4 separate regions of the Mus musculus genome follow, and regions 1, 2 and 3 are each linked to region 4. A link is a contact called in public HiChIP or PLAC-seq and promoter capture Hi-C data. All regions are on one chromosome and are shown on one strand. Each heading gives the region's core, a stretch centred on a gene start, on an enhancer-like site or on the middle of the called end of the contact. The rest is flanking DNA. Distances are from core to core; before and after follow the strand shown. Region 1 holds the start of Agl (amylo-1,6-glucosidase, 4-alpha-glucanotransferase). Region 2 has its middle 12 kb from the start of Gm31384. Region 3 overlaps Agl (amylo-1,6-glucosidase, 4-alpha-glucanotransferase). Region 4 holds the start of Dbt (dihydrolipoamide branched chain transacylase E2).

Evidence for each region. Promoter capture Hi-C pulls out the DNA fragments that hold promoters and counts their contacts. HiChIP or PLAC-seq counts read pairs in DNA pulled down with a chosen protein or histone mark.
Region 1: a contact with region 4 is called in a promoter capture Hi-C map of pre-B cells. The contact joins the promoter of Agl here to the promoter of Dbt in region 4. A contact is called at or near these places in 17 of 39 promoter capture datasets (the 3T3-L1 cell line, the C10 cell line, the HPC-7 cell line and 11 more), 1 of 15 datasets of contacts at CTCF or cohesin (embryonic stem cells), 10 of 484 Hi-C or Micro-C datasets (CD8 T cells, Sertoli cells, embryonic stem cells and 4 more), 21 of 115 datasets of contacts at active chromatin or transcription factors (the 230-238 cell line, the SCID.adh cell line, astrocytes and 13 more) and 4 of 9 other capture datasets (adipose tissue, embryonic stem cells, liver and 1 more).
Region 2: a contact with region 4 is called in a FOXA1 HiChIP or PLAC-seq map of pancreatic cancer cells. The contact joins the enhancer-like site here to the promoter of Dbt in region 4. A contact is called at or near these places in 3 of 39 promoter capture datasets (the 3T3-L1 cell line, hippocampal neurons and neural stem cells), 3 of 115 datasets of contacts at active chromatin or transcription factors (bone marrow-derived macrophages, embryonic forebrain and pancreatic cancer cells) and 1 of 9 other capture datasets (adipose tissue).
Region 3: a contact with region 4 is called in an H3K4me3 HiChIP or PLAC-seq map of embryonic stem cells, with 14 read pairs. The contact joins the enhancer-like site here to the promoter of Dbt in region 4. A contact is called at or near these places in 25 of 39 promoter capture datasets (the 3T3-L1 cell line, 3T3-L1-derived adipocytes, the C10 cell line and 14 more), 13 of 115 datasets of contacts at active chromatin or transcription factors (the 230-238 cell line, the SCID.adh cell line, bone marrow-derived macrophages and 4 more) and 3 of 9 other capture datasets (adipose tissue, liver and pancreatic islet).

What each region holds. Positions count from the first base shown.
Region 1 is chr3:116,806,320-116,813,195 of GRCm38.p6, reverse strand. It overlaps Agl (amylo-1,6-glucosidase, 4-alpha-glucanotransferase), which reads left to right and starts at 5,030. Exons shown (of 34, transcript NM_001081326.1): 1 at 5,030-5,168; 2 at 5,779-5,928. The coding sequence starts at 5,847.
Region 2 is chr3:116,078,290-116,085,028 of GRCm38.p6, reverse strand. No RefSeq gene overlaps it. Among named protein-coding and RNA genes, the nearest start is that of Gm31384, 12 kb to the left of the region's middle. Within about 2 kb of position 2,423, at least 26 of the 459 cell types and tissues checked have an H3K27ac peak or open chromatin away from gene starts, as enhancers often do. A contact at or near this core is called in adipose tissue and pancreatic cancer cells, where this site is marked.
Region 3 is chr3:116,772,439-116,779,818 of GRCm38.p6, reverse strand. It overlaps Agl (amylo-1,6-glucosidase, 4-alpha-glucanotransferase), which reads left to right. Exons shown (of 34, transcript NM_001081326.1): 18 at 439-563; 19 at 652-764; 20 at 1,066-1,200; 21 at 3,160-3,290; 22 at 6,919-7,055; 23 at 7,299-7,380. Among named protein-coding and RNA genes, the nearest start is that of Agl, 32 kb to the left of the region's middle. Within about 2 kb of position 5,863, at least 7 of the 459 cell types and tissues checked have an H3K27ac peak or open chromatin away from gene starts, as enhancers often do. A contact at or near this core is called in embryonic stem cells, where this site is marked.
Region 4 is chr3:116,509,735-116,516,838 of GRCm38.p6, reverse strand. It overlaps Dbt (dihydrolipoamide branched chain transacylase E2), which reads right to left and starts at 3,769. Exons shown (of 11, transcript NM_010022.4): 1 at 3,648-3,769. The coding sequence starts at 3,698.

The sequences.
Region 1 (6,876 bases), core at 3,781-6,280, 300 kb before region 4:
GCTTCCTTGGACCCACTGGCTGCCAGCCTAGCTCCAGTTTCTGCAAGAGACACTGCCTCAGGGGAATAAGTTAGATAGAAAAGAACACCAAACATCCTCTGGACTGCATGTGCACATGCGTTTATACACATACACCACAGAAATACACAATCCACACACACACTTAAAGAATAGCATATTTGCTTATACCTGAGAAGTGTAAATATTTTTATAATTTTGCCATCCTGACAATACCGTCCCAAAGGCTCTTGCAGAAATAGATAAAGTTGAACAGACAGTTTGGGCAGAACATAGCATACGGTAAAGGAGCTAGGAGACAACCAGACCTACCCACGGGAGAAGGAGGGCAGGGCAGATAGACTTCCTGAAGGGGCAATCATGAGTTGTGTGTCACAGAAAAACCAGACTGTCCTGAGAAGCAAGAAAGTAAACTCACTCTTGACATGGCTACCTATAAAGTCAGAGCATCCTATCTCGATGAAGTCTTTATTGGTAGCAGGTCACAGGATCCTGCCCGTGCCTCAGATAAAGGGTTTACTGAACCAGAATCACCAGGAATGCAGTTGTAATCACACTTGTCCCCTCGTTCACTAGGGAAACTTAAACAGGTTACTTGACCTTGGGGACTTTGTGTCTTTATCTCTCACTCAAGAGTGACAACATTGCGTGTTTGGAGCATTTAGTCCATTCATATAATGGACTCAAAAGAGTATCTGGCACCTCCTTCCTGCTCATTAAATAGTGGCTGTCATTAAGTAGTTAGAGGACATATATCATTTTTCAAAACACTTTGTGTGTTTTAGTTTTGCAAACCTTAGAAGATCACTAATAGTTTAGGAGCCAGAATGCAAAGAGGTCACGTGACTTTCTCAATGTCTGAGGGCGCTGTGTTTTCCTAACTTTGCTTTGCAGAGAGAAAGTCCCTAAACACTATCCCAGCTCCTCTTTGCACCAACCTCCTCTGGTTGGTTCATTTTTGGTAATAATGTTGGTGGTGGAGCCTGGCTCACCTCTGGCCAGTCCTTTGGGAGTCAGCATGCGGCAAGCATGACTCTACCAGCTGAGCTGTGCCTGGTCAGTCAGCTGGCAACAGTTTAGCGTTAGTTTCAGGAAGCTCTTTTTTTGATTAACAGATCTGAAGCTTCCCCCGAACAGGACATGGATAAATGCATGTGGGTTTAGTGTCCGTGTTTCTTTGTAAACGGCATTCCCTAGGGTTTAGTGTCTGTGTTCCTTTTTAGACGACATTCCCTAGTGGTCTTCCATTCTACTGTTGCAAATATCTTTTTGGTAAGAACATTTAAAACACAATGCAAGCTGGAGCAGACTACTACTTGTGTGAGGAAGTCCATTCTCTCTTTCTTCAATAAAACCCAGACTTTGGTTAGTCCCCTGGCTGCCGTGCACGCCTATCGCAGAGATTCTAGCCAGCTATAAATGGAGATGCCGTGCCTTTTAAAAGAGAATATCTTGAAAAGGAAGTTTATTCTTTTTTCTTCACCCTGCTGCATGAACTTGGCTATGATAGCTCTGCCCCATCAGACTTTCGAGCAATTAAGAAGAGTTTGGCCCAGGAGGAAATCAGGAAGTCTGCATTCTGTGTGTCAGAGGGATGTTCCACTAGCCTTGATCTCTTTACCCAGGCTGTTATGCCAGACGGGAATGAACCGATGTCTGATTTAACCTGCTGCTCTTTTGCCTTTACTGCAACATATCCGACATAACCATGACAAATATAGACGACCAGGTTCAGCACCCTCCCCTTCCTGGTCCCTTCTTCTAAACCAAAATGGCAGCTGGAAGCCCTGCATTGTGGGAAATGTGGAGTCCACAATTTCAACAGAAAGTTGAAAACTGTCGGAAAGGGTTAAAATGCTTGGTTTTAAATTGAGGAACACTTAGAAGATCTTTCATAGGGGAGAAATAAAAAAACCACACCAGTAAATCCTGGTGTTTGCAAGTATCCCATAGACTCTTCAGCTGATTGGTTGTATCAGTGCCTGCGAATTTTTAAGATGATTTTTCTTTCTTAGGCTTTTTTTTAATGTGTGTGCTTGTCTCCATGTATACGCGTGCATCGTGGCACATGCTTGATGCCCACTGAGGGCAGAAGAGGGTGTCAGATCCCTTGGGACTGGAGTTACAGACAGTTGTGGGTGCTGGGAATGAAACCCAAATTCTCTGCAAGAACAGCCAGTGCTATTAACCACTGAGCCATTCCCCAGGCCATATATATATATATATGGGGTTTTTTTGTTTTTTTTTTTTTCTGGTTTTTCAAGACAGGGTTTCTCTGTATAGCCCTGCTGTCCTGGAACTCACTTTGTAGATTGTTGTGTCTGGCCAGCAGATAACAGCCTGGGTTCTAGCCTGGAAAGGCATTTTGTAAACCTGGAAGAGAAGAGGGGCTAGGCGACGAGAAAAAATGATGCAGCTAAGACAGGCATTCTGATCAAAGCTCAATTTTACTATATCAGCATGCAGTTATGAAGGGGAGGAGGTGGGGGGGGGGGATTCCCGCCAAATAGTCCCTGGGACCAATAGCAAGGAGGCAGGTTCCAGCAGTGGGCATGGCAGAACGATTGAGCCGGCAAGCTCCATCCAGGTGTAAACAGTGGAACCCTAAGGCTGGGGGAGGGGAGGCTACTACAGTAGATCAGGCTGGCCTCGAACTCAGAAATCCGCCTGCCTCTGCCTCCCAAGTGCTAGGAGTAAAAAGTATGCCACCACTGCCCGGCTATATATTTTTAAGGACATATTTATCACTGACTAATCTTTATTTTGTTCTTAGGCTCTGTTTTTCCCAATTTCCATGATTTAGAACCAAACACTGAGAATAAATTTTCCCTAGTACCTCCTCTTCCCAGAGTAAGAAATTTTCTGTAACCTTTTACATCTGTCATGCCCCAGGGCCTTTTCCTTCAGTTTGTTTGACAGCATCATTGACCTAACAGTAACCCCACCTATTGCCTGACAAATCCCTTATTTGGAACACCACCACCCCCATTCCTGAGTATAAAAACCAGTATCGTTCCCACATCCACGGCTGATCTCATGAACACTGGGTCAGGGGAAGGCACAAAAAGAAAGCTTGCTTTAATTAAACTGTCCATGATTTGGGTAGGCATTTTTCTCCTCTCATCTGCGGGACTAACAGAAACTGAGATTGTCTATTAGAAGGTCCTTAAGGATTCTCTCCTGGGAGCTACAGGATGAAACTGTTGTGTATATATAAATCCTGCATGCACAGGACGCCACAAATGTGACAAACATCCATCAGCATGCATGTGGCGCTGTGGAACGCCATCTTTGGCACTCCAAGAACTTCACAGATAGCACATCCTTGTCGAGTCTCATTTTAGAGTCACGTCATGTGACTTGTAGAAGCACTCTACGAGGAGTCTCTTACCAAAGCAGATGTCCGTGACTTACTATTCTCCTTATTTCACAAAATGAAACCTCCAAAGTTGAGTAGAATTAACAACACGTGAAAAATTTAAGCACTTTCAGAAGGATAAATCACCGCTATCTACTTGAGACATTAGACATACCATGTGAGTTGTGCTGGAGGCAGGACAATGGGAAAGGCTAGTTTTGCAGCCCTGGAGAACAGCTATCCACTGGGGAGCAGCAAAATGAGCTGGCCAGAGGATAGTGTGATGAATCTGTACCAGATAAAGTGTCAGAGCGTGCACCCATGCTCCACATTTCAGATGGAGAAGTTATGGATCAGAACGCTTTGGGTAATCTACATTTAAAAAAGAAAATCAGAGAAACCCAACATACAGCGATAGAGTGTGGTATCTGAGTCACCGGCTCCCATTCTTCAACCCTCCCCAAACGAAGACCTGCTGGGTTCATTAGTCTAGCAGGCAGCCTTCAACTGGGGGATTTCATGGTCAAGCAGGAGTTTGTAGCCAGTTCACAGAGGGCGCACTCTGGCCTCCACACTTCCTAGGAACACAGCAGAAGAGACGCCTAAGGGAACATCAGACCTGAAGGAGAAATCTTGAGATGACTGTCACAGAAAAACCAGAACGTCTTTATAAGCTAGAATGCACACTCATTCTTCCATTTTACCAAGTCCTTATTGATATCAAGCCACGGAAAATAATGCCAACCTTAGATGAAGGGTTTAGTGAACCAAAATCATCGGGAATGTACTTGAAATCACATACACTCCGTTGTTCATGAAGCGGCTTTAAGCATGTTACTTAACCTTTGAGGGAGTCTGTTTCCTTGTCTTTAAATCAACGGTAACCAAATAATAATAATAAAAATAAATAAAAAATAAAAATGCATGTTTGCTGTGACAAAACCCTGAACCAAAAGCAAGTTGGGGAAAGAAAGTGTTTGGCTTACACTTCCTGGTCACAGTGCTCTATTGGAGGAAGTTAAAGCAGGAACTCAACGAGAAAGACCCAGAGGCAGGACCTCAAGCAGAGACCATAGAGAAGTGCAGCTTGCTGGCTTGCTCCTCCCGGGCTGGGCCGCCTGTTTACCTATGGAACTAAGGCCCATCTGCCCAGGGGTGGCCATGCCTATTTTCCTCCCATATAGCAACCATAAAACAAGAAAATGCTCCCATGCACAAGCCCACAGGCCAATCTGATGGAGGCAGTTCCTTAGCTGAGGTCCCCTCTTCCCAGCGACCAGTGTGTCACAAGGTTAATGAAGCCAAGCAGGGAATTTTAAGAAACTTGGTTTTCCCAACTTTGCATTTTCTTCCCAGAAAGAACGTCCCTAACTAAACATTATCCCAGCTCTTCTTCGCTCTTGAACTCACTTTTCCTAGAGAGGCAGAGCGATCGCACATCAGGGCAATGACAGTTCCCAAAGCCCAGACCCCCTCAAACCCACAAGCCGTGCCCACCTCTCGCGAGATCAGTGGTCTGTGCTAGCGGGGGCGATGGCTCCCGGAAGTGGGCGGGGAGGCAGGGCCACGCCCCCCAGGCTAGTCCGGGGCCCAGCGGAGTCGGCACGTCCTCCGGCCGCGGGGGGCGGAGTCTCGGCGGCCCTGGCCTGTCACTGTCCCCTGGCCCGGGTCCCGGCGCCCCTCCCCGTGCCCTTCACGGCCGCCCTGCCCTCCCCGGGCCGCCGCTGCGTCCGGCGTTCCCGCTGTACCCGGCTCCGGCTCCCGCTCCCGACGCCGCACGTCTATCCCGCTCGTAAGTGCCTGGAATGCGTCCGTCTCCGGACGCGCATTCCTTCTATCTATAGCCGCTCTGTACATCGCATGCCACCGCCGCCGCAGCTATTCCCGGGACAGCAACTGCTAACCTCTCCAATCACCTCCCTATTGGTGGCTTCAGACCCGAATTTGGGAACTGGGCGCTCTTCCACCTGTTCAGCAGCCTGATCTGCTGGAGGCTACAGTGCCATTTGGAGTTTTCAGGGCCCCCTGGCTCAGGAACGGAATTTATGCCACTGAACTCCAGGGTTTTCGCGGATGCATTGCTTTTCTCTGAGAATGCTTTAGGGGTTTTGTTGGTCTGCTCTGTTTTGAACTGAGTGTAAGACTCTACATCTTTGCTTCAGGCTTTCTTATTCTGCTCCAAGAGAGAAGAAACTTCTCCCTTGTTGGGCTTTACTGACAAGATTTTGCTCTTTCTCATTGCTCTTCTTGGCTTTAAACCTATCTAGGACATGTAAGTGCCGCTGTCAACTCCAGAGAGTTTTAGGTCATATTTTCTTTTCTTTTCTTTCTTTCTTTCTTTTTTTTTTTCTTCTTCTTCTCCTTTTTTTTTTTTTTTTAAATAATTCCACTTTGTTTTATAGGGGTAACTCATTCCACTTTGGAGTCCTTTTAGTTCTACGGAAAGAGTTCGAATCCTCCAGAAGCCAAAATGGAACACAGTAAGCAGATTCGAATTTTACTACTGAACGAGATGGAGAAGCTAGAGAAGACCCTCTTCAGACTTGAACAAGGTCCGTTGCAAGTTGTTTGATTAGCTCTTTTTATGTCTTTTAATGCATTGGCGTTCTATTAGATTTTTTTTTAACTTAAAATTAGGGACTGGGTGTTGGCAGGTAGAATGCATGCTTAGCATAAATGAGGCTGTAGATTCAGTCCTCTGCATGAACAGACACACACACACACACACACACACACACACTCGCGCACTCAAATAACTTTAAGTTAGCTGAAATTTCATAGATCTTGATTTGTGCCAAAATGGTAGGTACATTGGTGGTGAGGAATGAATGTTGATTAAGAATAGACCTGTCACGTTAGCACAAAGATAGCTCAGCTCATCTTGCTGCAGACGACCACCGGAGGCAGACACTACAGGTTATAGGAAGTCCCTCGTGGGTAGAACTTGTGCCTAGCCTGGGTTCAGTCCCTACCTTAGGGAGAAAAAGAAGTGGTAGAGAGTGCGTGTGCAGTTAAAAGATTGAGCATGTTATTAGTAATAGCATTTATTGTTATAACTCGTGAAATCATATATAATGTAGCTTTGCATATATCTGTAGGGTGGCTTTTCAGAGCAAACTCTTTTCCTCTATTGAGCTTCAGCGCTGGGAGAGTAGAGTACAGCAAAAGGCGTAGTGAGCTTGCTAACCCTATCAGGAGCCTCTCAAGCAAGTAGAAGATGAAGCCAAATAAAAAGTGGAAAAACCTCTTCGGTGATGTTGAAACATGTTGGAGCCATCACTTAAAGAACTACATTGAGCTAGGGATATAGCTAAGTGGTATAGGACTTGCCTAATACAAGCAAAGTCTTGGGTTCAAGCCCCAGCATGACAGAAAAATGTAACTAAAGGTAAGATCAAAGATCAATTTGCAGGACTATCAGACACGCTAACTGACGCTTTACATTCAATACTGAAAACAGTCCACTGATAATTTATAAATATAACTTGTAAAATACAAGG
Region 2 (6,739 bases), core at 1,174-3,673, 430 kb after region 4:
AGAGTCAGGAAGCCATAGAGCAAATCATAGTTCCCCGTTTTTCCCTCTGTCACTGTTATTTTGTGTAGACTTTGTGGAGTAACATAACACATGGTCTTAAAATGTAAATAGTTATTTTTCTGATTATAAAAGTGATACATAATCATGATGGAAAACTGTGGAAAGAATCATAAAAGACATAAGTGAGTGAAGACTTCAATTATGAACTGAGTGAAGACTTTGTCTATAAATCACCTAAGCACTGTTAAGTGATCAATACATGCATCTTTATGCCTTAAAATAACTTTATATGCTATTTTTATTGGACATTGAAAGTGTTTTCTTATATTAATGGAAGAGTACCTGCATGCAATAGTCCATGCATGTATACAACATAATTGTGCTGTCCCTTAATCCCAATATTTAACAGATTTTCCTAAATTTCAGATATTCTAATACTGACATTTTATGCATTAATTATCATCAATATCTATTTGTTTTAAAACATGAATACATTAGAAGCAGGATTCCATTCAGCTGGTAAAATGTTTGTCGCACAAACATGGAAGACCTGAGTTCAATTCCCAGCATGGAGGTAAAAAGCTATATTTCATGACTTAAGTTTCTAACTCTCATTCTGGGGAGGTAGAGACACGACACCAGCTTGCCTGACTACTTGGCCAGTGCCATGTACTAAGGGACACACTTTGTCACAAGAGAACAAGCTGGACTGCTCCCAAAGTACAACAATAAGGTTAACCTCTGGTCTCCACATGCACGGGCATATGTCTACCTGTGTATACACATGAACATGTACACATAATTAGTTAATTAATTAATATAGAGAGGCATTAAAAGGTAGCATTCTGACAGGAGCCTGATATAGCTGTCTCCTGAGAGGCCCTGCCAGAGCCTTACAAATACAGAGGTATATGCTTGCAGCCAACCATTGGACTGAGTGCGAGATCCCCTATAGAGGAGTTAGAGAAAGGACTGAAGGAGTTGAAGGGGTTTGTAACCCCATAGGAAGAACAACAGTATCAATCAACCAGATGCCCCCCCCCCCGAGCTCCCAGCGACTAAGCCATCAACCAAGGAGTACACATGGCTCCAGCTGCATATGTAGCAGAGGATGGCCTTATTGGCCATCAATGGGAGGAGAGGTCCTTGGTCCTATGAAGGCTCGATAGATGCCCCAGTATAGTGGAATTAAAGACAGGGAGGTGTGAGTGGGTGGGTCAGTGGAGGAACATCCTCATAGAAGCAGGGGGAGAGAGGGTGGGATAGGGGATTTCTGGAGGGGGAGAAACGGAAAGGGCATAATATTTGAAATGTAAAAATCAATAAAAAATTTTTAAAAAGTATAGCATTCTATGACACATTTCTGAGCTGCTTCTCTGGGTTAAGTGTGATAAATTATCTGATGAAGGCAGAGGCCTCATCTCATCTCTGTGGTTAGGTCATCCCTGAACATTTTTTGTAAATATGATGGCTAGCAATAATGGTGTCATTACACTCCACTTTTACTATGTATTGTTAACAATGTTCATGTTTTTATTTTATTATTTACTTCTCTTCTCTAAATAATACCAGTTTCTGCCAATTTTGCTATTAGGATTCCTTTTTTCTTACATTTTTGTAATGCTGAGAATATTAATTTGTTACATGTTTTCTCACATGTTTTCCAACAATGTGTAGACGGTGTGCTACATTCATTCTTGTAGTAAAGTAGGACACTGTCTCATATTGGTGTTTCAATAGAGTGGGAAGAATAAGACTGCCTCCCCCAACTTAAACGTTCTTAACCAGGGATTCAGCTAGATTAACATAAGCCGTACTGACTTTTAACTGAATAGCTAAAGGTGTGGCCTTTAAGTATAATTTTGTGCATCATTCAAGTCTCTTTCTTTTACACAGAGATAGAATAAGGCAGGTTTGAAGGATAGTGAGAAAAGATTTGAAACTGAAGGAAAGTAATGACCTTGGCCCTGCCAATGATGCTAACCTGAAATGGAAATGTTCACACACTGCACAGCAAATGTCGAGGTGTCTGAGACTTTATTTTCAGTTTCTCCCTAGTGGCTCATGCTACGCAGTCTCTGATTCACAGAATATGAGTGTGTGTCTGTATTTGTGTGTGTGAGTGAAATTTACTACTGTGTATATGCCTCTGTGTGTCTGTGTGTGTGTTTTTGTATGCCTCTGTGTGTGCATGTGTGTATGTGTGTGTGTGTGTGTGTGTGTGTGTGTGTGTGTGTGTGTCAGTGTGCCTGTCTGTGTGTGTATTGTATGAAAATGCGGTATGTGTGTGTGTGTGAATCTGAATATTTAGTGGGAAATGGATGTGATATGAATCTGGAAGCAACTGGTCTAAGTGTGAATCATGATATGATCCTCTGCTCATGGGGATTCACTCAAAGGAAAAAACAAGGAGGCGGAAGTCTTTGATTAGCGTTAGCAAGAATGATCTTAAAGGGAACTAAATTTAGAATGTCCACCCACTCCCAATCAGTCTGTTTTATTGTGTAGAGTTTTTAATGTCAATTATCACGTCTTATTTTCTGTTATAATCTCTTAGGATCCTTGCTCTCAGCAAAGAGACCCAGCTTTGGTTCTGGGTCTTGTATGTTACATGAGAACAGCATCCCAAGGTTTTAGCTTCTAGGCTGCTGCTGTCTCTGAACCTCGGGGCGAGTCATAATAAAAGTGCAGCATGCCTCATTCCTTTCCACAAACTGGGACCTTGTCACAGGCGACAGGAAAGGAGAGAGGCAGACACTCTCCATACCAACAGCTAATGCTGAGAGGGCAAGGAGCTCCCTGCTGAGGGACCTCTGGGGATCTACAACAGTGATCCTCAACCTTCCTCATGCTCTGACCTTTTCATAAGACTCCCTCCTGTTGTGGTGACCCACAACTATACAATCATTTTGTGGCTACTCCATAACTAACTTTGCTACTGTTATGAATCATAATGTACATAGGCAGGATATCTGAGATGTGACCCCTGTGGATGGGTCATTTGACCCCCCCCCCCCAGAGCCATTGTGACCCACAGGTTGAGAAACACTGGTCTAGAAGGTGACCAGGAGCCATGTGCCATGTGATCCAAGAAGGATCACGAGACATTAAGATCCCCTTCTGAGTAGACATTTCTCTAAGCAAGCCTTACTCAAGGAGTGTCCTTCCTTCTCCATAGACTGCTGACTAGTCATCCTCTAGAGATGGGAGAGGGCTGAGGAGCTCATGTGGATACTTGGGTTCTAAATGTTTGCCTGTGCACCAAACTGTTAACAAAGAATCAGAAACAGCCACCAGGAGGGTGGGAGTGAGGACTCAGTTTCATTCTTCCATAAGCTTCTTCTATACCACTAAACTTTTTTGTATAATTAGCTATATATCAATGTAGTGACTCTGAAGTATGTCATATATAAAAAACATTTCTTTCAGCCTTTCTCTTCTTTTAGTATTTCCTTTTCATATCCTTCTATGTGGATTTTTTTTCTTAATATGGTTTCCACTGTTTAATCTTTTCCTATGGAAGTATGTTTATGGTTATAGGGTCTGTGCTTGTGCCCCGCTGAGAGTAAAATATGTAGTAAAATAACATCTGGGTTTTGTCAAGCAATGAATTAAAACACAGGATACAGAAAGAAAGGCTTTAAGAAGAAGACATGTGGGATTGTAATTAATGGGAGTTGGTTATACTCCAACAATCATCTAGTCCCTATGGTCTGTGAGGGCCCAGCACTCTCTGAAGACAGATATTATTTTATGAGCAATCTCACAACGTCTTTTGTCACACACTTCAGAATCCTTCCTGCGAAAAGGCCTTTGATTTGCTAAGGCTACTGATAGAAAACTGGGGCCGAGGCCACACAAACCCATTGGTGACGACTTCTGAGTCTTCCACCAACTCCACCCATCTGTGCAGAGCAGTAATCCAAGCAACAGAAGCAGCCAAGGTAGTGCTGGAAGATGACAGGCACAGCAAACAGCGCCACTGTGGCCACACACTCTCCAGAGTGAATTCCTCCATCTACACATGTGTCCCTGGGGATCTCTGAGTCTTCCCGATTGAGGGACAAATGTTTTCTTACCACTGTTTCCATCTTTCCAGATCCCGTTTCTTTCCCCCTTTCTTTCTCTTTCCTACAATATGATCTGAAAACAGCTTGTTCTACATAGAGAGTTCCAGGGCATCGGGAGCTACATAGTAAGACCCTTTCTCAAAAAAATAAAATTGTTTTCAGTGATAGTAACTTTGACAACCCAAATTGTACAGAGAGATCTAATGATAGGTGTCTTTATTAGCAATTAGAGAAAGCAACTGTGTAGTTAGTTCATCCTCTCCGCTGTTTGAATGAGAGCTCTTGAAAGTGCTTACTATTATCTGCTAATTCAAACAGGAAGTCCATGCTGCTGTTATGCGCATGCCTGTGTTATCACACTTCGGGGCTGACGACTCAGCTGTGTTGGAGACTGCTGAACTGATGGAGCGACCCCCCAAATGTGTATGTTATCCAGACTGTAAGAAATAAAGAGCCATAAACATATGATAAAGCATGCCAGTTGTTAAGATGACCAGAATTCTCTGTTCCCAAACACTCTGGCCATGCGTGTGAAGGAGCATAACCGGCTATCTGGCTTGAAGGTTTAATTAGCCGAGTGAAGGCAAACTGTTGATGCTGGGCTGGCTACAGGACAATGAGTCAACCCATATGCTTTCTGTCACTGGAATATGAGCTCATAAACAGTCTGTCTATGGGGGAAAACTCACAGATGAATGATACATGGATTTTGGCAGTAGCCCATGATCAAAACTGGCAATAGCTGAGGAAAATATTGACATTGATAAAACTAGTTGAGCAGTCCAGAAATCCTCCCAGACCAGGGGGATTTTATTTTATTTTATTTTTTATCTTTCTGAGATTATTTTTTTTCCTTTTTTTTTAATTAGGTATTTTCCCCATTTACATTTCCAATGCTATCCCAAAAGTCCCCCATACCCACCCCCCCAATCCCCTACTCACCCACTCCCCCTTTTTGGCCCTGGCATTCCCCTGTACTGGGGCATATATAAAGTTTGCAAGTCCAAAGGGCCTCTTTTTCCAGTGATGGCTGACTAGGGCATCTTTTGATACATATGCAGCTAGAGACAAGAGCTCCGGGGTACTGGTTAGTTCATATTGTTGTTCCACCTATAGGGTTGCAGTTCCCTTTAGCTCCTTGGGTACTTTCTCTAGCTCTCCATTGGGGGCTGTGTGACCCATCCAATAGCTGACTGTGAGCATCCACTTCTGTGTTTTCTCGGCCCGGGCATAGTCTCACAAGAGACAGCTATATCTGGGTCCTTTCAGCAAAATCTTGCTAGTGTATGCAATGGTGTCAGCGTTTGGAAGCTGATTATGGGGTGGATCCCTGGATATGGCAGTCTCTACATGGTCCATCCTTTCGTCTCAGCTCCAAACTTTGTCTCTGTAACTCCTTCCATGGGTGTTTTGTTCCCAATTCTAAGGAGGGGCAAAGTGTCCACACTTTGGTCTTCGTTCTTCTTGAGTTTCATGTTGAGCAGTCCAGAAATCCTCCCAGACCAGGGAGATTTTAAAGTGAGCCTTTTGGGATGGGAGAAAGCTAACAAGTGGAAGCAAAAGCTTTTCAGAATTTGTCCAAAGACTATAGATGGTGCGTGTGCATGTATGTGTGTCTTTGTGTGTGTGTGTTTCTTTACTGTTGTTTATTAACGATTCTGCAAAGGATAGCGGGTGGTGAATAGTTATGGACAGAGGAAGGAGAATGCTCACCTACAGTTCCAAAGCTTATCGATCCCATGTGGGCACGAGAACTCTGCCTTCTGCAGGGATTTGCTCTAACTCGGGAGAGCTAATGCTTTTCCTGGGCCTTCTGTGGGGGGATGGGAAGAGAAACAGAGGTGGCATTTCACAGAGCTTGAATTCCTAAGTCATCAGTGTCAGCCAAAAGCTCATTTCACAATTGTTCTGGAGCTGAACGGGAGATGACAGCAGGCCCAGAAGAGCAGTGCTGTTCACCTATTTGTGTCAAAATCCTGCTGGAGAGATGCCCGTTTAGCTCAGTTAGACACTTTTGAGGCTTTAGTTATCAGAATTTTTGTGCCGGGACCATGACATCTATGTCTTATTATTGAGCTATCACCTGAGAATAGTAATATGTATACTTGTTAACCAGGTGGGAGATTTTCTCCCTTCATTCAGCAGCCATTTTTAAGCACTTGCTACATGGCAAACTATGCAAGTCACAGAGAATGCAAAGATGTGTAAGATATTCTAGGTGGCGCTCTTGACTTAGTAGGAAAGTGACATATGAACAGAGAAGCTACTGCACAATGAAATTCATCTTATAAACGGAACAAAATTCTCTGCTAGTCCCCTAAACAGATGGACTTGGCCGGCAGCTTCAAGGAATGGCTTATGTAAGGGCTGAACGGAGACTGTTTGAAGATATTTTCTAGCTGAAAAAAAAATCAAAGGAATTGGAAGAGTCAGGCATGTTTATCAAACTGAGTGTGCTTATATTTCATGAATATACACTTATCTACAAGCTCATCAACATGACACATTAAACACACAAATCCTTTTGCATGTCAATCAAATATAGCCACACAGATGTCTGGAGAGATGGTTCTGTGGTTAAGAACACTTACCATTCTTGCAGAGGACCCAGGTTCAGTTCCCAGAAACTGATGTGGTGGCAAACAACCATCTATAATATCAGTTCCAGA
Region 3 (7,380 bases), core at 4,614-7,113, 260 kb before region 4:
TTCTTGCTAATTGCTAAATATCATGTCTTCAACTTTTAAAAAATTGTCAACCTAAAGAATTTTAGGGTTAAATATTCATTATTGCTTTAACTGCATAGATTTATGTTTGGTGATCTGATAAAGTCTCTTGTTAATATTTATAGTTATTTTTATTCAGTATTTTTTGTATTGGACATTAAGCCCAGTACATATGCTAAGCATACGTTATACCGCTGGCCTACACGGCCAGGTCCATAGATACTCTCAGAGAACCCGCTCACTGTGCAGTGTTGGCTGGGGTTGGCTGTTGATCCTGATCATGCTCAAAACATGTCCGTTTTTCAGGTCACTAATTGTAATTCCATGCTTTGCTATATGAGTATCTGATTTTTAAAGAGTCTCTATTATATTTGAGTGAATATTAGAATAAATTTTGTTAAAATGTGTATATTTGCCTAGGCAAAATTGAAGAGGTAGTTCTGGAAGCTAGAACTATTGAAAGGAACACAAAACCTTATAAGAAAGACGAGAACTCGATCAATGGAATGCCGAACATGACAGTGGAACTTAGAGAACACATCCAGGTATTTGGGATTCTCGGATTTCACTGTGCTTAATAGCTTAAGGACATTTAAGATACTTAATGAATGGATTTTCTGTATTCTTTTCAAGCTTCATGAAAGTAAAATTGTCAGACAAGCTGGAGTTGCCACAAAGGGTCCCAATGAATATATTCAGGAAATAGAATTTGAGAACCTATCTCCAGGAAGTGTTATTATATTCAGGTATGTTAATTAGAGTTTAGACTGTTGACTTTACTTATATTGAAAATAGTTTTGAGAGATGGTTGAGTGGCTAAGAACCGTTCCTGGTCTTATAGTGGACCTAAATTCAGTTCCCAAGATCCATGTCAGGTGGGTCCCATGTAACCACCGCCAGGGTCTGATGTGCTCACCTGCTCTCTCTGAGCACCTGCACACATACAATTTATCCTACCCACTTAAAATAAACTAGAGAAAATAGTTGGCTTATCCTGTTAAATTTGGATAACCTGAAATTTACCTATTTTGTGTCAACCTTATACAGAGTTAGTCTCGATCCACACGCTCAAGTTGCTGTGGGGATTCTTCGGAACCACCTGACCCAGTTCAGCTCTCACTTTAAGTCCGGAAGCCTTGCTGTTGACAACGCAGATCCTATATTAAAAATCCCCTTCGCTTCGTAAGTATTCCTTATTTTATAGATTTACCACTTTAACAAAATGATGAGCTACCAGTGGCCCGATCTGGGCAGTTTTACGGGTGCTTTCTTTCTTTGCTACACAAAGTATGGGCCTCAGGCCACTGCTGTCCTCGTCATCCCGCTAGCATTCACTCCACCACCTTCTCACTTGCATGTGTGCTCACAAGTGCACCTTTTCACGCTTCTGTCGTCTCCTCCATAGATCCTAGATACGCGCATGCCATCACATGCACGTGCCTGACCTTCCCAAGCCCTACAAGATGGGTGCCTGCATTATAGTGCTTACCTCTTCACTTTAATGTCAACACATTATTGTATTATATATAGCTATGTCACAATCAATTTAGTAATTATCCACTTTGAGACACCTAGAGTGCTTCTAATTATTCCCTGTTATGTATCTCAGTACCTTGATTTTTTGCTAAGTTTTTAAATATCCCTTTGCTATGTGGTGCCACATAGTTCTAAAGAATATCCATTTTAGACCTAAGTTTAGTTCAACACTGTCAGCATGATCTTGGCCAAGTTACTTAAATTTTCTTTTAGGTTTCACATCTGGACAGTGGGGCCAATAATAATACTTACTTCTTAAATTTTGTACAAATTAAACAGGATAACATGTCATTCCTACCTCGCTTCCCCACCCATAACAGACATGACCACCTTCCGTCCCAACCAGTGGCAAAGATGGGGCCATAGGTCCACCTGCGCTGACATGCAGGCCTGGTGGGGGAGCGACCCTACTCCTGCCAATCTCAGGACGTAACTCCCGGGGCTTGGACACACCTCGACCTCACTCACGCTCCAGGACTGCTCCCCAGGGCTCCCCCCACTTCCCGGCATCACAGTAACACATGCAAAACAGGTGATTCGTGCCTGTCACCTGATAGCTACTTAGTGTTGTGGTTACTGACACTAAGCTAAATTTCTCAAAGTGAAATTTGGGAGCTAGAGTAAATCACATATTTGAGGTTTTTTTAATACATACTGTAAAGTAACCTCTGGAAAAAAAAATGATTTAATGAGCATGTTCAGCTTTATGTGAGAGTGTCGTCTTTTCCAAGAATGAGTATGTATTATTGTGATGTCATATTTAAGAGCATAAAATATGCAGCACTCGGTAGGCAGAGGCAGGAGGATCCTGCACATTCCAGGCCAGCCAGAACTTGCATGGTAGTTGATACCTGTAACCACAGCATTTAAAGGGTAGAAGCAGGCCGATCAGAAGTTCAGAAGATCACAGCCTAAAGATGATCTAGCATACTCTGAATGAATAAAATTGACACAGAGCTGGAGACCTGGCTGAGCCCTTAAAAGCACTTGCTGCTCTTGTAGAGGACCAGAGGTCAGTTCTCAGTACCCGTGTTAGGTGGTTAACAACTGCTTGTAATTCTAGCTTAAGTGAACCCAAGGCCCACTTTGGGCCTCCATAGGCTTCTGCATTCACGCCTGTACAAACACAAACACAGATAAAAGTCTTTATCTTTAGCTGTCACTAGATTTTTTTTTATTTAGTTTGAGTGACATTAGCTCTTATTTCATTTCCACTACATTTTGCTCCTTAATTATTCCTTGTGATATACTATGGTAGTATATGTTTACTTCAGTGATGAGTGTTTAGCACATATATGTTCTGATTAGTTTTTTATCAACTTTGATACAGTTAGAGTCACCTGCAAAGAGGGAACCTCAGTTGAAGACTTTCTTAGAACAGGTTGGCCTGGGGACCAAGTTTTCAAGTATGTGTGCCTCTGGAACCTGTCTAATTCAAACCATCACAGACCCCTGGTTGGTTCTGGTCAGAGTGTGTTATCTTAACAACAGAGAAGTACCTAGAACCAAGCATTTCTAAGACATTTAATATTTATAATGCAGATTTTTCTTTTTCTTTTACTTATAGAAAATGAAATAATAGTATATTTATTTTCTAATTCTTAGCATTGCCTCTAAATTGACTTTGGCTGAGCTAAACCAGGTACTTTACCGATGTGAATCAGAAGAACAAGAAGACGGTGGCGGTTGCTATGACATACCAAACTGGTCATCACTTAAGTACGCAGGACTTCAAGGTAGGTCTAACCTGAGTTCAGATTATAATTTATGGCTTTTGTTGGTTACCATTAGTAGCATAGCCTTTCTGAACCCCGATTTCTGCCTCAATAAAATATGAATGATAGAACTAGGCATGCAGTAATGCATGTTTTACATTTTTTAGATTATTTTATTTATGAGTGTGTTTTACTTGCATGTGTGTATGTATGCATGCATGTATGTATGTATGCATGCATGCATGTGCTTGCCTGTTAACCACAAAGGCCAGAAAAAGGTGTTAGATCCCCTGGAAGTGGAGTTTTGCCGTGTAGGTACCGGGTACTGAACCTATTCTTTTGCAAGAACACCAAGTGGCCTTAACCACTGAGCTGTCTCTAGTGCACACCTGTAGTTCCAGTACTTGTGAGGCAGAGGTAGGCGGGACTCTGTGAGCTCAATGCCTGCTTGGTCTACATAATGAGACCTAGGCCAGCCAGAGCTATACAGTGAATCCCTGTCTTAAATGAAACAAAACAAAAATGTATTAATGATAGCCAGGTGTGGTGGAACAAGATTGTAATCCCAACTACTCAGGAGGCTAAAACAGAAAAGGTGAAAATTTGAGGCCACCTGGATTATAAGGGGACCTTGTCTCAAGAGAAAAAAAAAGTATAGGTAATGTTACTTAACTCATTGATTAAAGGCGCCTGCCACCACACCCAACTCCACCGTATTTTTTATATTAACTTTTGTATTCTATCAAGCCTTTCTTATCTTCATTATTGTCCTTTGGAGACATGCCCACACTGGCCTCAGAGACACTGTTTTGCTAAGGATAACCTTAAACTCCTGATCTTCCTATGCCCACTCTTAAATGCTGGGATTACGTGCGTGTATGACCACATCCAGCTTTATAAAGCCTTTTTTTTCTTTTTAAGATTTATTTATTTTATGTATATGAATACACTGTCATTGTCTTCAGACACACTGGAAGAGGGCATCAGATCCCATTCATTACAGATGTCTGTGAGCCACCGTGTGGCTGCTAGGAATAACTCAGGATGGCTGGAAGAGCAGCCAGTGCTCTTAACCACTGAGCCATCTCTCCAGCCCCATATAAAGCCTTTCTTAATCATTGCTTATCATAGTCATTCGTCCTCAGGCTGACACTTGTATTTGTTTACTGTATTTTTTATTTGATCTTTGGAAAATACTGCCTTATTCTGGAAATTAGTATATCTTGTGTGTGTGAATGTATCTACTATGGTTAAAAAACAGACTTTAGGGGCTGGAGAGATAGTTCAGTGGTTAAGAGCACTGACTGATCTTCCAAAGGACCCAGGTTCAATTCGCAGCACACACATGGCAGTTCATAACTATTTGTAACTCCAAGATCTAACACCCTCACACAGACAGACATACAGGCAAAACACCAGTGCACGCAAGATAAAAATAAAATAAATTATTAAAAAAAGAAAGAAAGAGACTTCAACAGGGTGTAGTGGTGCATGTCTTTAGTTCCAGTAGGTGGATCTCTGTGAGTTCAAGGCTATCCCAGTGTACTTGGTGAGTTCCAGAACAGCCAGAGCTACAGAGTGAGAACCTGTCTCCAAACAAACAAACAAACAAACAAAAATCATAACAACAACAAAAACAAGAAACCAGACTCCCCTATACTAACTACCTGTATAACCTTGCAGTAAACAACTCCATGGTTCAGTTTTCTCACCATAGTTCTGTGCCACAGGGGGTGTGATTAGGATCCACACCGCTCATAGTCTCTTAGCCCTGGTTCCGAGTAAGCACGCAGAGGTCATGTGTCAGGGCTGGGGAGATGGCTCCGGTTAAGCACACGTAACTGCTCGCCTGGAGGACCTAGGCTCACTTCTGAGCCTTCATGGGTGGCTCAGAATTCCCTGCAACTCCAGTTCCAGATGACCTGTGTTCTCTTCTGGCTTTCATGGGTACTGCATTCATATACCACGTACACATAAATAAAACATACAGATACACACATGCACATAAACAAAAATAAATCCATTTTATAAAAGAAGTGTTACCGATTTTAAGCTTAAAAAAAGCTCATTTCCTGTCCTTTTTCTTGTATGCCTCATGAAGTGATTTGACTTTTTTTTTTTTAATAAAATTCCCCTTATCTGATTTGTTTGGGGTTTTTTGGCTTTGGTTTTATATATATATATCAGTCATTTTTTCCTCTCCTAAGACAACAGTTTTGGCAGCACAAAACATCTTTTAGCAGACTGTTAACAACAGCCATAAGCTAACTCCTACCTAAGCACGCGCTGACCTTTTCCTGCCGTGAGCGAGCACAGTTGTGTTCCCCACCTCTTACAGTGCTCTGTGCTCTGCTAATTTGGAATCTAGGAACCTTTTATGGCTCTGCTCCAGATTCTCAACAGCCAGTTAGTGCTTGCAGAGCCTTGTGCTCCCTTCGCCTTGCCATTCCCTTTGCTCCCCACAGTTACCGCCCATTCCAAGATTAAGTGCTTCCTATAAAGCAGCGCGGCGAGCCCAGTCTGCCTCCTACACAAGCCGTGGCTCCCACAGCCCTGCCGCCGCTCTGTTGCTGGAACACCTTTTCATGGCCGCTCCTTGATTCAGCTGCAGCACTAGTGAGTCCCTCCCTGACAGGACTGGGCAGAGGGCGTCGCCTCTAACACAGTATCCATGCAGCCTTGTCGTCCAGCTTCTTCTTTTTTTTTTTTTAAGATTTATTAATTATATATAAGTACACTGTCGCTGTCTTCAGACACACCAGAAAAGGGCGTCAGATGGTCGTGAGCCACCATGTGGTTGCTGGGAATTGAACTCAGGACCTCTGGAAGAGCAGCTATTGCTCTTAACCACTGAGCCATCCCTCCAGCCCCCAAAATCCTACGTCTTAAATTCGTTGTTTTTAATTTTTAAAAATATGCTGCACACGTAAAATTCATTAAGTTCTAACTAAATGAATTTATTTAAAATGGAGCCGGTGAAGCCACATGCTGTTTTAAGGTAGAAATTATTATTTTCCTGAAGGATGAAAGTATAGCCATCCTGTACTAGAATTACAGAATCTGCTTCGAGTGTTCATAGGAAGAAGGCTGGTGACCCTTGAGAAGTGTGCTTAGCAGTCATCGTATGCCCAGCTGCTCACTTAGTGACTGTGTGTTTAGCTCTAATATCTCCTGTACATTTCAAAGACTACTTCTGAAGCAGGCTTCATTATCATCCACCACTGGTGGTCGCGCTTCCTAAACCAGCTTTGTGATCCCTTGATTCCTCCCTAAATATTAATCTACCACTTGCCAACCCAGAATACTCATGCTTACCTGCTTCATGCTTTAGGATGAGAAGTTACACCGGCTGTTTTCAATGTTATAGTATTAAATACAAATAAAGAAGAAGAGTCGCAGACGTCCTGACCCCCGGGAAGCTTTGTATTGCTCTTGCAGCTGCAGATCCCTGGCTTCCCGCTTTTATGTCCTTGCTAAAGTAGGCACCCTGACAGTTTTCTCACTCAGCCATGCTAAGTGCCACTGTGAACCGAGTAGTCGTTATGTCTGTCTGTATCTGCGCTCACCCCAGATCATTAGAGACTGGACATAAGCTGAGCAGCAAGGACATTTGACTCAACCAACAGCTCAGTAATGTCTCACTTTTTAGGATTAATGTCCGTGTTGGCAGAAATAAGACCGAAGAATGACCTGGGGCATCCATTCTGTGAAAACTTGAGGTCGGGAGACTGGATGATCGACTACGTGAGTGGTCGGCTTATTTCAAGATCAGGAAGTATTGCTGAGGTAAGTAGAACGGTGCTCGAGTGCAAACAGTCGAGGGGCATTGAGACTTGGGCTTTATTACCACTGTAGATAAGTCACAGCTTCCTCAGGCCAGTTTCCTTTCTTGATCGTGTTTCAGTTCTAAGGAGTGGTTATCTCTTAATGGATTACTGGCCAGCAAAGTCACATATTTAGATTTAACTCTTCAAATATATCCAGCCTATAAACACACCAAGTTAACTTTCCACATTATTTCTGTAACAGGTTGGTAAATGGCTGCAGGCTATGTTCTTCTACCTGAAGCAGATCCCACGCTACCTCATCCCCTGCTACTTTGACGCTATAT
Region 4 (7,104 bases), core at 2,520-5,019:
GTGGGGGGAGGCATTTAAGTAGTGGAGGAGGCTTAGCTCGACCTTGGAGATTTAAATTCGGCCTGGAACACTGAGCATGAATAAGGAGCAGATGGACACTTCTAAGGCACAGGAAATGATGTAAACACAAAGATTGCAACAGGAATTTGATCGAGCAGTGAGTAGCTTGATTTGGCTTAATCGGATCTGCAAAGGACAACTCAAGGTGGTGACTAGTATCTGAATGGTAGGAGAAGGAGAGGGATATATGCATTGGAGGGTGGGGGTCACAGTGGAGACAGAGTGAGGAAACAGTTTGCTACTAGCTCATAGGACAGGCTACTATAGGTAAAGAAAGAGGCCGAGGCAGGATTGGAGTTGTTGACACAGAAACACGAGTTCCTGAATGACCAAATCAACAGGGACTGAGAAAGGGCAACTGAGTTACAATGAGTATTACGAAAATAAAAGCAACTGGATGGCTTTGATAAGAAAGAGAGGAGAGATTTAAAAGTTAGCAAAAGTGAAGAGATTAAAAGACAATACAAAGGAGGAAAAATAAAATTTTAAGCCAGAGAAGGCATGTCTCCCACCCCCATACTATCATGCTAGTTAAAAGTGGAAGCCAGGTGGTGGTGGCTTCTTTTAATCCTGGGAGTCGGAAGGCAGAGGCAGGCAGATTTTTGTGAATTCAAGGTCAACCTAGTCTACAAAGGGAGTTCCAAGACAACCAAGGTTCTACAGAGAAACTATCTCAAAAACCAAACTCAAACAACAAACAGAAAAAGTAAAACAAAAGGACTCTTTTTCTGTGTCCTCAGCAAGCATTTATGGGCACTCACGGTGTATGGGGCGCTGTGGCCACATCCAGAAGGAAACACGTGTGATCCCTGCCCGAAAGCAATGTCCAGCAGAATGAAAGATAAAGCGAAGTACACAGGCCATTAACACAGCCACCGTGGGGTGTTCTAAGAGAAGCTGGCTGGAGAGTTAGCTTGGAGTAAGACTGGAGGCTGAGTGGGAGTAACGCAGGAGAGGAGCAGGGCTGCAGATGAGGCAAGAGTCTCCAAGGCAGAGGAAATATATGAGCAAAGGTCTGGAATCAAGAAAGCAGTGTGTACTAGGGTAATTGTTCCGTAGAGTTCTCTGTGCAGCCAGCGGGGGCACTCAGAGCTGGGGCTGGAGTGAGTGTGTGTGTGTGTGTGTGTGTGTGTGTGTGTAGAATGCTACTTTTACTCTAATACTTTTTTTTTCATTGATGTCTATAACTAATGCCCAGTAAAGTGGTTTAAATAATAATAAAACCAATTATTTTCAAGATAAAGATACGGTACTCACAAAGGCAGACATCGTAGAATGTGGTCTCATAAGTCAAATTTAAGAATGGATGTGTAAAAGAGGAACAATGAAGGATGTGGCAAGGAAAATCAAAAGTGTGTGATAAGAGGTAATAACCTGTAGAATAAGCAGGTTTTCAATAAAGAATGATACTTGAGAGGTTGGAGAAGCCACATCATAAATTTCCTCAATCAAGTGGCTTGGGGGCATTTTTTAAAAAGATGAGTCTTAAACAAGAACATGGCATAATCTAATGTGTGCCTCATTTTATAAGATCCTTTTGGCTGGCCTATGGGAAATGAACTACAAAAGAGGCTGATCAGAGGCAAGAGGCCCAGTTAGGAAAGACTAAGACATCTGTAATTAAGAGCAAGGTGGTAAATACTAGCTACATTTCTTCAGAGTTGGAAGGTAGAGTCAAGAGAAACAGGTTTGAGGGGTCTATTGTGGAGCCTGGAGTCTGCATCCCTGAGGCACTGTGGTGCACGGTGAGATGGCCAAAGGCTAGCTTTTCCAACTCCCCTGTGCTCGTAGCTAGGGAACTGTGTTCTAGCTGGTTATGTCAGCCTGGTAATATCCCTTCCTCCATCCTGACTTAAATGCCCAGTGAGTTGCTGCAGCTCCCGGATGGCTGTATGGAAAAGGTCAACTGCCCTGATGAACTGTCAGCCGTCATAGTGACAGTCACACATGTCACCTGTAGTCTATAGGCATAGATGGTGTCTTGTTCATTCACTGGATTTGTGTTACCTGCAGTTGAGAAAACACCTCATATTGTGCAACGGGAGATCTCTTGGACAGCTAGGGAAGACTAGAGAACGCCAGGGAACCATTAGCACAACTGGTGACTATATGCAAAGACGTGGGAGAGATAATGCAGGAAGTTGGAAAAGCGCAGAGGGCCAAAGCCAGGGCTTCTTTTTTTATTTTTTTTTTTTTTTAGTAGTCATCCATCACTTTATGACAGGTCTGTGTGAAATCTATTCACTATTAGATGAGCTAGTCTATGGACTCACCTTATGCTTACACAAACCAAATGGCTTAACTTATTGCCCACGTAAGCTCTATGCTAGCTCTTATACTACAAACCTGTCCAGCATGTCACTGTACTAAACACTGTGGGCACCCGTCACACCATTCTGTCTGTGTGTCCACACACATCAAACGATGGAAAAGGTCATAGGAAGTTGGCAGGTCTGTCGAGAGCCTATGGGAGCACTGTTGACGGAAGTCTTTGCGTGGTATTTAGAAGCTGGAAAGGAAAAGAGGGCAGTGGAATAGAGCAACTGAAGAGGAATATTGGTCAACTAGTGTCTCAGAATCCAAGAGTGGAGAGCTCTCGAAAGAAGAGTTGCCCATAATACCTACTAAGGTGCTGCTGACAAGAGTACCCTTCTGCTGCCTAGTTCCTACTTCTCTTCAGTCTCCGTACGCACTCACTAGTCCCCAGGAATTCCTCTCTGTACCCCCACTCCTCCATAGGTGTCCACCCTCAAGTGTCACAGGAGCTTTGAGCACTTGTTCCATAATAGCACGTCTTTCTAAAACCGTGGCTTTCTGTCTTTCCTTGCCTCCCTCTCTCCTATTCTCCTGTTCTAGGCTACAATGTTAGGAGGGAAAGGATGGTGGCTGGCTGTGTTATAGAAATATGCCCAGTGCCCAATACACACAGCAGGCTGGGAAGAAGGTTTGGAGAGATCAGGAGGCCAGCACTAAAGGAACATCTAGGGAAATGGGTAAAGTCTACGGTATCCAAAAAGTTATGTAATTAGGAAGAAACTAGATATGTAGTGGGATACATCTACGGTTGTTGCTAAAAGCTTGTGAGTGAGGGGGAACTGCAAATGGGGGTGGTAAATCGATGATTAAAAAGTTGGAACGACTGTGGACCAAGGGGAGAAGTGCAGCCCCGAGTGAATCAAGCTAGAGGCTTTTCTCTTCTCAGGTTAATAGTGCCAGCGTATGGCGCGCAGTGGGCTCTCAACAAATCTCGAAAGAACATAGCTGTGTCTGCAGTGCTTATCACAATGCCTGACATCTAGAAAGTACTCAAGCAAAGTTAAGCAGGTCAAAGGCCAGGATGTGGGTACGGTTGGGAAGAAAGCTAGTCGCCCAAAGCTAATCGTCAGAGAATCGCGCCCCGGGACGGGAAAGGAGTGAGTTTCCAGGCTCACTGGCACGCCACCTTCGCTGCCCTTCTGATTTGCATGCATCCTTCCATCACTTGCTCACAAGACGCGAGGCACTCGGAGAAGAAAGCAACACACAACTCCGGATAACATCTACTAAATCGATCCTTCCCAACCTTAGACCCATCCAACCCTGCTTACCAGTCTGACAGCGTTCTGGCTCCAGGTCCTCAGTACACGCGCTGCAGCCATTTTACTCCGGAAATAGCCACCAGCACACAGCTGGGAAAGACGCCTCCTCCAGGCGACCAATCCCCAGACCCGAGACGCACCTCCCTGAGCGGCCAATAGGAGAGAAGGAACGAGCCTCCCACCGGGCAGCCAACCAGGGCGAGGGGCGGGGCCGACTGAAGCCCCCCCCCCTCCCCCTTGAGAGGTGTAAAAGAATTGAGGGAGGGAGAAGGTAGACTTGGGGAGGACGACAGCTTAAAAATCCAGGACTTGGGTTGTTAAGTAGACGCGCATCAACAATCCATCTTTTTAGCTCAGATAATGGAGAGAAATCACGTTTAGGGGCTGCAGAAACTTGGGTTCAGTCTCCAGCACTCAATCAGGTAGGTCATAACAGCCTACAACTCTAGTTCCAAGGGATCCGACGCCCTCTTCTGGCCGTCTCGGGGCACCTGCATCCATGTGCTGTACATGCAAACAGTTGTGCACCCACACATACATAGATAATTTTTTAAAAAAGAATATGTTAAGGGCACACAAGAAGGGTCACTAATTGAAAACCTGAGGGGTCAGTAGCAAATTGTCTTTTCTGGTATTGTGCTGTAACTACATTAAGGGCAGAAAAAATAAGATGTTTCTATGTTTCATAGCAAGACTCTGATGCGCGACTTTTTCATAAGTCCATACAGGAACACTTCTCCATGATTAGGAATTCCTCTTTCCTGTATAGTGTCCTTGAGGTTGCTGAAATTGACTTCTCGTGTCTAAAATAAACATGTCATCACTTTGTCTTTGAGTCTTAGAAAATGTGGTCAGATGCATCATTAAGAAATGAGTCACAAACGTATAACCCTGAATTGCTTTGCCCCTTGAAGAAATGTCAAATTGAGCTCAAGTGGAACTGCTAAAGGAAACATCAGAAACCCAGCACTGTGAGGGTGACATGGGTAGGGCAGGCAGAGATGTCGCATTGTGAATGGAAGGCCAGTCACCCTGAGCTATGTGGTGAGACTCATTCTTAAACAAAATGAAACAAAGCCAGAGGGAGAGAATGAGAGAGAGGGAACTTTCTTTAATAGGTGGTATATAAATGCATACATTGTATATATGTTCAGTAAATTCAACGGTTCTTTCTTCTTAGAGAGAATAAAAATCTGCATCAATGTCTAAGGCGTTAGAGAGAATGAAACAAAACAGAAGGAAGCAGGGGCCAATAGAAACTCTCAGCACTGGAAAGTCGGTGGTTGTGAAACAAAAATCTCAGGTTTTTCACAAGTTGTTTAACTTTACACAGATGTACTATTGTGTAATGCACATTCATCTACTGTAGGCAGTAAATATAAATCATTGCCTTTATCAGAAAATCTGCAATAGACAGATGAGGTGACGAAAGTGTTTGATCCCAGAAGACAGTGGATCTTTGTGAATTTGAAGCCAGCCAGATCAACAAAGTGAATTCCAGTATAGCCAGGGCTGTTAGAGAAACCCTGTCTTAACAGCACCTCCCAAAATCGCAATAATCAAAAGAACTTGATTTTTAAAAACTTTTCCCATTATTTTGTTTGTTTTGTTTTGTTTTGTTTTGTTTTGTTTGAGACAAGGTTTCTCTGTGTAGTCCTGGCTGTCCTGGAACTCACTCTGTAGACCAGGCTGGCCTCCAACTCAGAAATCTGCTTGCCTCTGCCTCCTGAGTGCTGGGATTAAAGGCTTGCACCGCCACTGCCAGGCCCCATTAAACTTTTTATAGGTGCATTGAATAGACTTAGTAATCTTATATGTTCTTGCTTGTATAATGAGGGAAGGGAGTTAGTTGTTCCTAGGGCTCTTGAAAGATACTATGTAACTTTCTTCCATTCAGGCTTCTCTCGATTCTATCTTATTTTCAGGAAACAAACTAGTTTATCATCCTACGTCAGTAGATCCTGATTCCATATATGATTGTGTTCTTATCTTTGTTTGTAGCCGGGTTTTGGAACCTATTCACTAGATCTGAATGGGGCATTGCTACTAGCGCTACTAGCGCCAAGTGATGCAATTCTTGACTAGCCAACCGTGTTTTTGGTTAGTAAAACTAAGAGGGAGGGAAGGACCCAGAGAAGAAAGGGAGGCACCCAAGGAGGAAGGGAGGGGGACAGACAGAGACAGACAGACAGAGACAGAGACAGACACTGTAAAATGAACCTAGAGTCTTGCATAAGCTAAGCAAGCCGTCTATAACCACTGAGCATCATTGCCAGCTCTCTGCTTCTTTATCTACTAGTTTTGAGACAGGATCTCGATTAGCTGTCTGGGTGGCCTTGAAGTCATGATTATGCTTCTATTCCCCCAGCCTGCTTAGTATCTGGGATTACAGGCCCGAACCACCAAGCCTAGCTTAAAAATGGAATTTTGAGACAGCTAATGTTTATCTTCAATTTTAACTTAGGCGATGTTAGATTGCTTTGCAATGTGCTTGTACAAAATAACTTGTCTAGCAGCTGAGAGTGGGACTATTCTTTGTTTCTCATTTGACAGCCTTAGAAGTAATAGGTATTTACCTATTCAATGGCATTATGGTGTTAAAGTTTCTTAATTATTAGTAAAGTTAAACAGGTTTCACGTGTTTATTGGTTCTGAGATGCCGCCCCCCCTTCCCCCTCCCAGTCTGTGTAGTTCTGGCCTGGAACTGGTATGTACTCCAAGCTCCTACAGCTCTATCTGCCTTTGTTGATTGAAGAGATGTGCCACCCACACCAACCCTGGATATTGATTCTTCAAACGCTTCCTTCATGTACTTTTAACTGTTTCCTCTCTGTTGTGTGCATTCATTTTTCATTGTTTTCTTATTGATTCTTCTTTTGGGGGTCAGGGTTTTACATAGCACCCCCATTTTGAATACATACAATTGTGGCCAAAAACCAAACCAAACCAAAACCCAAACAAGCAGACCTGTTGAGCTTGCTAGGCAGACTCTACCAACTGAGCTACACACCAGCCTTCTTGTTGACTTTTCTTGTTGACTTGAGTGGGAGCTCTCTAAACTATGCAGTAACTTCTACAAAAATGAGATTCCCTGCTGTTCTTTGGTTTGACAATTTCCAGTTCTCATACACACAATAACCAGAAAGTTCTAACTTCACTGATCTTGTGAGGCTTTTGATGTTAATTTTTTTTTTTAATGACATAGGCGTTATTTCTGCTTTGGGACTGTTTTAAGTAATACTGCTTTTGAAACTTTAGACAAAACCTTTTGTGAAGACACATTTTCTTTCTTTCTGTCTGTCTGTCTGTCTGTTTTTTGGTCTTTCTGTCTTTCTTCCAACCTGAGAAGAATTCCTGGGGAAATCCCAGTTCTGAGTGTCTCTGTTGCCTATACTCACTCCTTCAATGCAGGTTACAATATCACTTACAGCTTTTTGGACAGTTTCTACCTCATACTTCTATCTTG